Linked DNA regions of Zea mays: region 2 is linked to region 1. A link is a contact called in public Hi-C data. All regions are on one chromosome and are shown on one strand. The core of a region is the stretch at or near the end of the contact, and the rest is flanking DNA. Distances in the headings are between cores, read along the strand shown. Region 1 has its middle 110 kb from the start of LOC103637673. Region 2 has its middle 200 kb from the start of LOC118476028.

The links. A called contact is a pair of places that touch in the nucleus more often than the background predicts.
Region 2: a Hi-C map of ear shows a contact between it and region 1, with 5 times the contacts expected there. The contact joins two enhancer-like sites. A contact is called at or near these places in 3 of 25 Hi-C or Micro-C datasets (bundle sheath, ear and tassel).

Annotation. Positions count from the first base shown.
Region 1 is chr1:96,655,474-96,659,559 of Zm-B73-REFERENCE-NAM-5.0, reverse strand. No RefSeq gene overlaps it. Among protein-coding and RNA genes, the nearest start is that of LOC103637673, 110 kb to the right of the region's middle. Within about 2 kb of position 2,164, at least 18 of the 20 cell types and tissues checked have an H3K27ac peak or open chromatin away from gene starts, as enhancers often do. A contact at or near this core is called in bundle sheath, ear and tassel, where this site is marked.
Region 2 is chr1:97,206,929-97,211,245 of Zm-B73-REFERENCE-NAM-5.0, reverse strand. No RefSeq gene overlaps it. Among protein-coding and RNA genes, the nearest start is that of LOC118476028, 200 kb to the right of the region's middle. Within about 2 kb of position 3,050, at least 19 of the 20 cell types and tissues checked have an H3K27ac peak or open chromatin away from gene starts, as enhancers often do. A contact at or near this core is called in bundle sheath, ear and tassel, where this site is marked.

The sequences.
Region 1 (4,086 bases), core at 915-3,414:
TCTTGGTCCAAGTCGTCCTCCTGAGGCGTTGGACTGGTGGTCTTCCTCTTCTGGCTTCGGGCCTCCCGAAGAGAAAGGGTCTCCTGGTTCGGGTCCAGCGGCTGCAGAGCGGCAGCCCCTGCTGCTGAAGCTTTCTTTGGCGGCATGACGAAAGTCGATGCTTGCCGAAGGTGGTCGAAAAGGGTTCACCGGAGGTGGGCGCCAATGTTGGGGACTTGTTCTCAAATGCTATGAGTTAAGAACAAGGCAACACAAAACGTTAATGGTTAAAGTCCTTCGTCCTTCGGAGCATTATTTGCCCTTAGGATATAACGACTCTTGGACGAAAGTTACAAAGAACATACCTTCGTAAGCACAACATATAAAAATAAAGAGGGATTCGTATGAAGTATAATAAACAACATGAACAATTAAATATGTTGTTATTATTGAATTATTTTTATCTTATTATTATGAATGAATAGAAATGATAATTTATTACAAGTGTACCTTCGGCTTGAAGGAAGATAAAGAGTACAAGTGTGACGCAAAAGCAAAATGTCAAGCCCGTGTCCAGTGCGGGAGCACTGTTCATCTATTTATAGGCACGGGTCGCAGCCCATGTAAAATTACATCCAGGCTCTTTGCATTTGCTAATAATTCTATAGTAATTCATCGAGGTCTAGATAGTCTTTTCCCTTTTAAGTCGGTTTTCTTTTTCCTATCATCATGCCGAAGCTCCCTTGCGCACAGCTTCGGCTCTGTTCCATCATTCGTTTCCCTTGTGCTTCTTCATACTGTGATTTTGACTCAAGTCCGAAGAGTTCAAGTCCGAAAGTACCTGCTCATGTATTATACTCCAGAAACATTGTTAAATCATGTTTTTAGGACCTTCGGAAGCCGAAGGCCCCCAACAGGACTCTTTATTTCTGTCTCTCTATTGGACTCTTCATTTATCTTTCTGTAAATATTACACTCTATGTATAACACCTCACTCCAACTGACTATCTATCTAGTTTGACTAGTCGGAGCGGCTAGCCAAGTTTGGTGTGTGAGGGAGCCAATTTGTAGAGTTGGATAGCTTAACGAGCTATATAGCTAGTCTGCTGTAGAGTTATTTTGCTGTTGAGTAGTTAAAATTTAGCTTAACGATCCGTTGAGTTAGTTTCTTGGATATGACCTAAGGATATACTGGTATTTCTACTATATTGACATACCTGATTGAAGCCGCCGATGGAACGATGCCAACGTCAACGTCTGAGCATCTAGTAGCAATTCGTTGGGTCTCCCTAAAAGAAATAAAGAAGCAACTCCTTGGAGCGCGACCTGTCTTCGCCCGGCTCCTCGTGCTTGGAGCGAGCTACTGTGTGATATGCGGTGCGAACCTGGTGGGCGGGCCGGCGTGCGCACGCCGTCCAGGGTGAGTGTTGTGTCGTTGTGGTGCCTCCGTCCGATCGAGCGGTGCCGGCGCGCATGTGCTTTCGCTGAACTGCTCTCGTTTCCCTTTCCTCCCCCCAGTCAGGTGCTTGCTGCTTTTATGCTATACTAGAACACAGGGCCTTTGACGTTGTTGTACTATATGGCACGGCAAAGGGCCTCGAAGAAGTAACCCCCGGTTGGTGCTGTGGCCTCCCCGTCGCCGCATGGCTGGTATAGATGCAGGACCAGCACGATCTGCATACATGGATGTGGAATACGGTGGACCGTACGTGACTCCGGCTACTACACGATGGGCAGGCGTATATACAGATAAGAGTCCCCTAGAAGCGCGCGCGCACCGATCCACGATCGAGACGAAGCCCACCGCAACTCGGTCGGTTGCGTACGGCACCGCGCAGGGTTTTATTATTAGTAAGTATAGGTGCTGTGCAGTGGTGTACGACACGCAAAGCATGCAAAACACCCACACAGAGGAAAAGGAAGGGGGATCCCCGCACCGATCCGGCATCGTCGTCGCCGTCTTCCGCACGTCGTGGCACGGCTGATGAGAGACAGTGGGTGCGCGCTGGGCTCGACGCTTCAGACGACGACGACGGCAAGATCTAGCTCCGCTGGACGACCGATGCAGTGCACTGCACTAGCGCACTGGGAGGGTGGGAGGGGGCTTGGAATCCTAGCTGACAGACAGACAGGTGTCTGCCTGCCGCGTGCCGCGTGCGTGATCGACACGGCCACACCCCACCTGCCTGCCACTGCCACCGTCACCCGGCCGGCCGGCCGGATGGTTGACGGGGTGGGCCCTCATCAGGTCTCGGGTGTGATCCTTTAATTTGCTGTGAATCTAGATAGACGACGTGACGTGACGACCATCCACGCCACGCGGCCCCGCCCGCCGCTTCTTGTGATTGTGCACGAGCACGACGCCTAGCTAGGCTGGGTTGATGAGATCCAAATCCAATCCAAGAGCGGCTCAAAGCACGCCACGACGACAAGCCGCGGCGCGCCGTGAGGCGTCGTGTCAACAACAAGCGGCGTGACGACCCAAGCCCATGGACCTTGTTTCGTTTGTTTCTGCCGCCCAACCAACGCAAAGTCGGCAATCCTGTAAAAAGCTCTCGCCTACAGCAAACCGAGATTGCTTCGCACCCGGCTAATTTAACCAGGAGCGGCCTTTCTTGGCAGTTTACGTACCACACGTACGCATGTTGCGTAGTACTACTACACAGTGTTCTCGCCCAGGCGCGATGCGAGGGAGGCACATCAGTAAAAAAAAACCGTCACATTTAATGGCCACGATCCAGACCGATCCCGCCCCGGCCGGCCCCTTTTTATTACCGACCACCGTACCCTGGCTGAACGAAATCCCAGGCCGAATTTTAATGCGCAGTGCGCAGCACGAGGATGAAGATCGATGTTGCTGGTTGGAGGCAATTCATTTCATCACCACTGCCTGCCTCTGCCTCCTCATCATCCACCCCTTCAGCCTTGAGCTCGGTCGGTTCGCATCGCACTAGGAGCCGGTTAGATTAGGAAAATGTCCTGGTTGATGGTGGTGAAAGTGAAAACGCACCGGTGACAGAAGCACTCACGTCAAAAAAAAAAAATACATCCTGCCAGGTGAAGAGAAGGCGCAGTCTGCTGTCTGCGTGGGCAAGCTCGGGAACGCCTGAAAACTACTGATACCAAACTCCAATCCTCCGCCCCCCGCAAGCCAGAGAATCGAATGCGTGCGTGCACCGAGAGGGGGGCGATGCTACCTCTTTCTCCACGCAGAGAGGTTCCAGCTGCAGCAGCTGGGCTACAACTACAACAACCTACAAGCGCGCATCTTTCCAGCCAGGCAGGCAGACGATGCTGCGACTCTGCGAGGGGTTAAGTATATATGTCCATAAAGCACGTGGCCCGTTAGCCCGGCACGAAGCACGATTTATTAGCCCGGCACGAGCCCGACACGGCACGAGGTGAAGCGGGCCCGGGCTTAGCCCGGCCCGTAGAGCGTGCCGGGCTCGACAGGAACTTGAGCCCGTTGGGCTAGCCCGAGCACGGCCCGTTATAAGCCGGGCCTATAAACCGGCCCGTTCACACAGCAGCTACGTAATAAAAATCTGGGCTGCTTCTACCTGTATCCTCACATTCTAAATGGCCCAGCCCAAATAGCGCACGGGCGCACGGCACACCGCATGGACGCATCCGCCGATCCGCGCATACGGCCTTATTTAGTGTGAGCGAACCCGTCGCCGTGTGAGTGAAACCCTAACCCTAACGCTCTCTCACTCCCTCGTCCTCTCCTCTCCGTGCGGCGGCTCCCAGATCCGGCTCTCGGTCTCTGGCGGCGGCGTTCGTCTCCGTGCTCGGCAGCGGCGTTCGTCTCCGTGCTCGGCAGCGGCGTTCCTCTCCCGCTCTCCGTGCTTGGCTGCCTCCGTTGCTCCTCCGATGCTCTTGGTCCCGTGCGCGTCCGGTGCTCTCGGTACGGTGCGCGAGCGCGCGGCTGCCTCGATCCGGTGCTCGGTGCTCCCACCTCCCTGCTCCGGTCCTCCATAGCTCCGGTGCTCGGTGCTCCCACCTCCCTGCTCCCTCCCACCGGCGCGGCGCACTCCGGTACTCCCTCCTCCATAGCTCCGGTGCTCGGTGCTCCCACCTCCCTCCTCCCTCCCACCGGCGCGGCGC
Region 2 (4,317 bases), core at 1,801-4,300, 550 kb before region 1:
TATATGCAAGCTTGACCAGGCACTGTATGGTCTTAAGTAGGCTCCCCGAGCATGGTTTGCTCGCTTGAGTAGCACACTAATTGAATTGGGTTTTCAAGCCTCAAAAGATGATGTCTCTCTATTTATTTTCAACCAAGGTGCCACTCAGATTTAAATATTGGTCTATGTTGATGACATTATTATATTGAGCTCCTCTTCACAAGCCACTAATAAGCTTCTTGAGCAGCTGTCACGTGTTTTTGCTGTCAAAGACTTGGGTGCACTTAATTATTTTCTTGGCATTGAGGTTCATCATACTTCCTCTGGACTTCTGTTAACTCAACGCAAATATATACAAGATCTCTTAACACGTACCAACATGGAGAACTCCAAGGCTGCTCCTACATCGATGTTACCAGCTGAGAAGCTCTCTCTACATGATGGCACAACACTTTCTCCTGAAGATACAACTCGGTACAGGAGTGTTGTTGGCACACTTCAGTACTTATCTTTTACAAGACCGGACATCTCCTTCTTTGTAAACTGGGTTTGTCAATTTTTGTCGGCGCCCACAACATCAAATTGGGCTACCGTCAAACGGATTCTTCGTTATCTAAACGGTACACTTGATTATGGCCTGGCTATCACCAAGACACACACTCCGTTGCTTCGGGCCTTCTCTGATGCTGACTGGGCCGGCAATCCAGATGATCGCCGAAGTACAGGAGGTTTCACTATCTTTTTTGGTAACAATCTCATATCCTGGGGATCTCGCAAACATTCAACTATGTCTCGATCTAGTACTGAAGCGGAATACAAGGAAGTCGCTAATGCAACGACAGAAATTATTTGGCTTCAAGTATTACTTCGGGAACTTGGTGTTGTTCTTCCTCGACCACCAGTTCTGTGGTGTGACAATACCGGTGCTACATATCTTACTGCCAACCCAATATTTTATCGAAGAATGAAGCATGTCGAAGTCGACTACCATTTCGTCCGAGAACGTGTTGCTTCCGGCCAATTGGATGTTCGACTAATCTCCTCTAAGGACCAGCTTGCTGATATAATGACTAAGGCTCTACCAGGACCTGCTTTTTGCCATATTTGTAGCAATCTGAACTTGATTTCATCCCGTACAGATTGAGGGAGGGTGTTAGGATAGAGAGGAAATCTCGCTATAGTAGTTATTACTGTTTCCATCCTTGGGCTGCGTCCCATGATACTCGGCATGATTATTGCCATCCATTATAATCCTCTCATTGCTATATAATGATATGCGGTGACCCTCCTTGGGTATCGCCTTCCACCATTCTCACATGCCATACCAAGCACTCGGCAAAAAAGCATGCTTTGTCGAGTACCATACCAAGCACTCGGCAAAGTACCTGACATGGGGACCCCCTCTGGCGGTTTCTTTGCCGAGTGCTGTCAGGCCGACACTTGGCAAAGTTAACTTCTTTGCCGAGTATCACCCGAGACACTCGGCAAAGACACCGTCTCCGTCAACCCGACGCCGTAACGGTTGCTTTTATTTGCTGAGTGCCCACTGGCACTCGGTAAACCTCTTTGCCGAGTGCCCGAGAAAAAGTACTCGGCAAAGAAGGCTTTGCCGATGCACTGTATGCCGAGCCCTCTTTGCCGAGTGCGACACTCAGCAAAGCCTTTGTCGAGTGTTTTTAAGGCTTTGCCGAGTGCTTCAGTCACTCGGCAAAGCCGGCGATTCCGGTAGTGAAACTAAAATCCTCTTTCTATTTAAAATTAAATATCAAGAGTATTTTAGCTTCTCTAGTGTCATCTGGTATTCTCGCTCCCAAACACACTCTTACTATATGTCTATATAGATATTATGATTTCAGAATAGAAATGCGAAACTAAAATCATGAGTGGCCCTGATACTGAAAAACAATACGGAGTACTACTGGCTAGTATAGGTATATTATATTTTTTATAATAATTAACTGACAGTTTGACGCAGTGACACTGAACATATGGCATACTGACATTAGATGCAGCGATGCAGGTCCTGATCTTTGTGGAACCACTCTGCCATGCATGCATGCAGATGCAGCGAGTCGTACGTACCTGATCAAAAGGCTGCTAGATTTGGCATCGGCCAGCAGTAAGCCTATCCACGTGTAGGTGCTGTGCAGTGCAGCTAACTCTAGCTCAAGTAGGAAGCAAGAGCTAAAAATCACTTTCTAGTTTCAACAAATTGGGACGTACAGGTACATGCATGAGATGCAGTGACGTATAGGTAGCATGCATGTAGTAGATGCTGGGCATAGGAGAGAAGCACCACGTACAGGTACATGCATGAGATGCAAGTGAGTGACACCGCACCGACGGAGCACAGTTTTTTGTTTAGCTGTTTCTGGAGAGCACATGATATTATGGAACGGAGCTTGGAAAAGAGCTAGGGATCGAGATCCATCCATCAGAGGTCATAATCGAATAAAAACTTCACGCCGAACCTCTTTGCACTGACCGACCATAGCCTAGCTTCGCAAGCTAGTCCCGTAGCGTAGCAGATTCGTTCGCGACGGCTGCAGTGCAGAATGAGCAGCTAGCTTTGACAGAAAAAAAAAAGAGGAGCTGTTGGCGGATGGTCCGGGTTCTCGACACCCTCCAGGAGGAGGCGAAGAAGAAGCGCAGCACGGTACAAATACAGATGAATTAAAGCTAATGGAGTGGATTGAGGGGGCTATAATCTTGTACTACTTAATTTTAAATAGTGAGTGATTATAGCCCCCTCAATCCCCTCTATTACCCTTTGTCCCAAACAAGTCCTTAGGTTTCGCAGAAGCCACGCCAAGTGGCCGGCCGGCCGGCCTGCAGTCTTTTACGAGCCAACCTTTAATTCTAATACACCGACGCATCGATGCTCCGATGCTTTTCTCTTTCTCTTTGTCGCTTTCAATCGCCCCGATCGAAAGCGCTTTCATTCTCTGGTTAATGATTGGAGCATGACACGCGCGGAAAGAAAATTCTCGGCGCAGTGCGCTTTACGGGCCTAATCCTTACGTGTAGTTCCTATATGTGGGCTTCTGGTTCATCTGTGATCAAGCTGCCAGAAACTTGGCCCAATGGACACTGGGGCAGCAAACTACCGAGAATGGCCGGGCCCAGTCGTGGTCTTATCGACTTATCGCTGCAACTAGCTAGCTACATCCCCAGCCGCTATCCAATATTTTAAACTAGCCAATGGCGCGCCAGCGCGCGTGAATTTATATACTTATTTGTCCCATAAACACAGAGATAGGACATTATATTATACATATATGTATACAGAGCGTTGCAGTCTGCCAGATAATTATGATCATTGCATAATATACGGTCATCATAGAAAGTGGCGGGCTACAAACAGTACATATTTAGCATCTTTGAGTCTACGTATATATATATTAGGATGTATAGACAAAAGATACTTGGATACTATTTTCCAAATAAGACATAATTTACATACATCTGGTGGTGCGTCGAAGGCTTATCTCTGAAGTTCAAACATCCTTCCTGCGGTGTACGATGAGCAGGTTATTTTGAAGTTGAATAGATTTTTTTTGCAATTGAAGTAAAGGATGGTGATAGAGTATATGCATCAACAAATCGAATGAATAAGATATCCTCGCTGCAATCAGACTTTAAACATTTGCGCCTAGCCCTAATCCAAAAAGAAAGGTAAACCAATGAATTTGAGAAGTGAGAAGATTCTTTCAGTTTAGTACCTTTTCGGTGGTGATTGAAAAGACTGTAGGTTTTGGTCTACAGTTTGAAGACTATCGTCTATTTCAAAGCTGTCATGTTGCTGGCATGTAAGTCAACGTGTAAGCATAATGAAATCTAAATATCTCGAAAAAAAATTGAATTACTAAACACGTTGAATTTAACTTACATGTGGAGAAATGGATGCTGATAGTCTGGACAGTGTTGTAGAGCGCGAAATTCTTTGTTTTGTTTCAGATAAGCTTTGTTGGAGTTGATGGATACACCGGAATGTTCAATTTGGTTGATGGCAAGGATAGGTCTCTTCAATATGAAGCTATGACGGACTTGATGAATTAGATTATATGGCATGTTTGTTTGGGATTATAAGCTGCTTAGATTAGATAGACATTCCATGAATGCCCAAAATTAACATGTCCTGCAGAGGGGCCAAAAAATAAGAAAGCTTAGGGAGAAATCTACATTTTTATGGTAATACTGCACTTTAATATACTGATATGCCTTTTAATAGGTCTGTTAAAGTAAGATAGGAGCATCGAAAGTGCGTACTAAAGATTTATAAAAGATAATTGTTAGTATCATCTGAAATATGAATAAAAAACTTTAAGAAAGCAATAC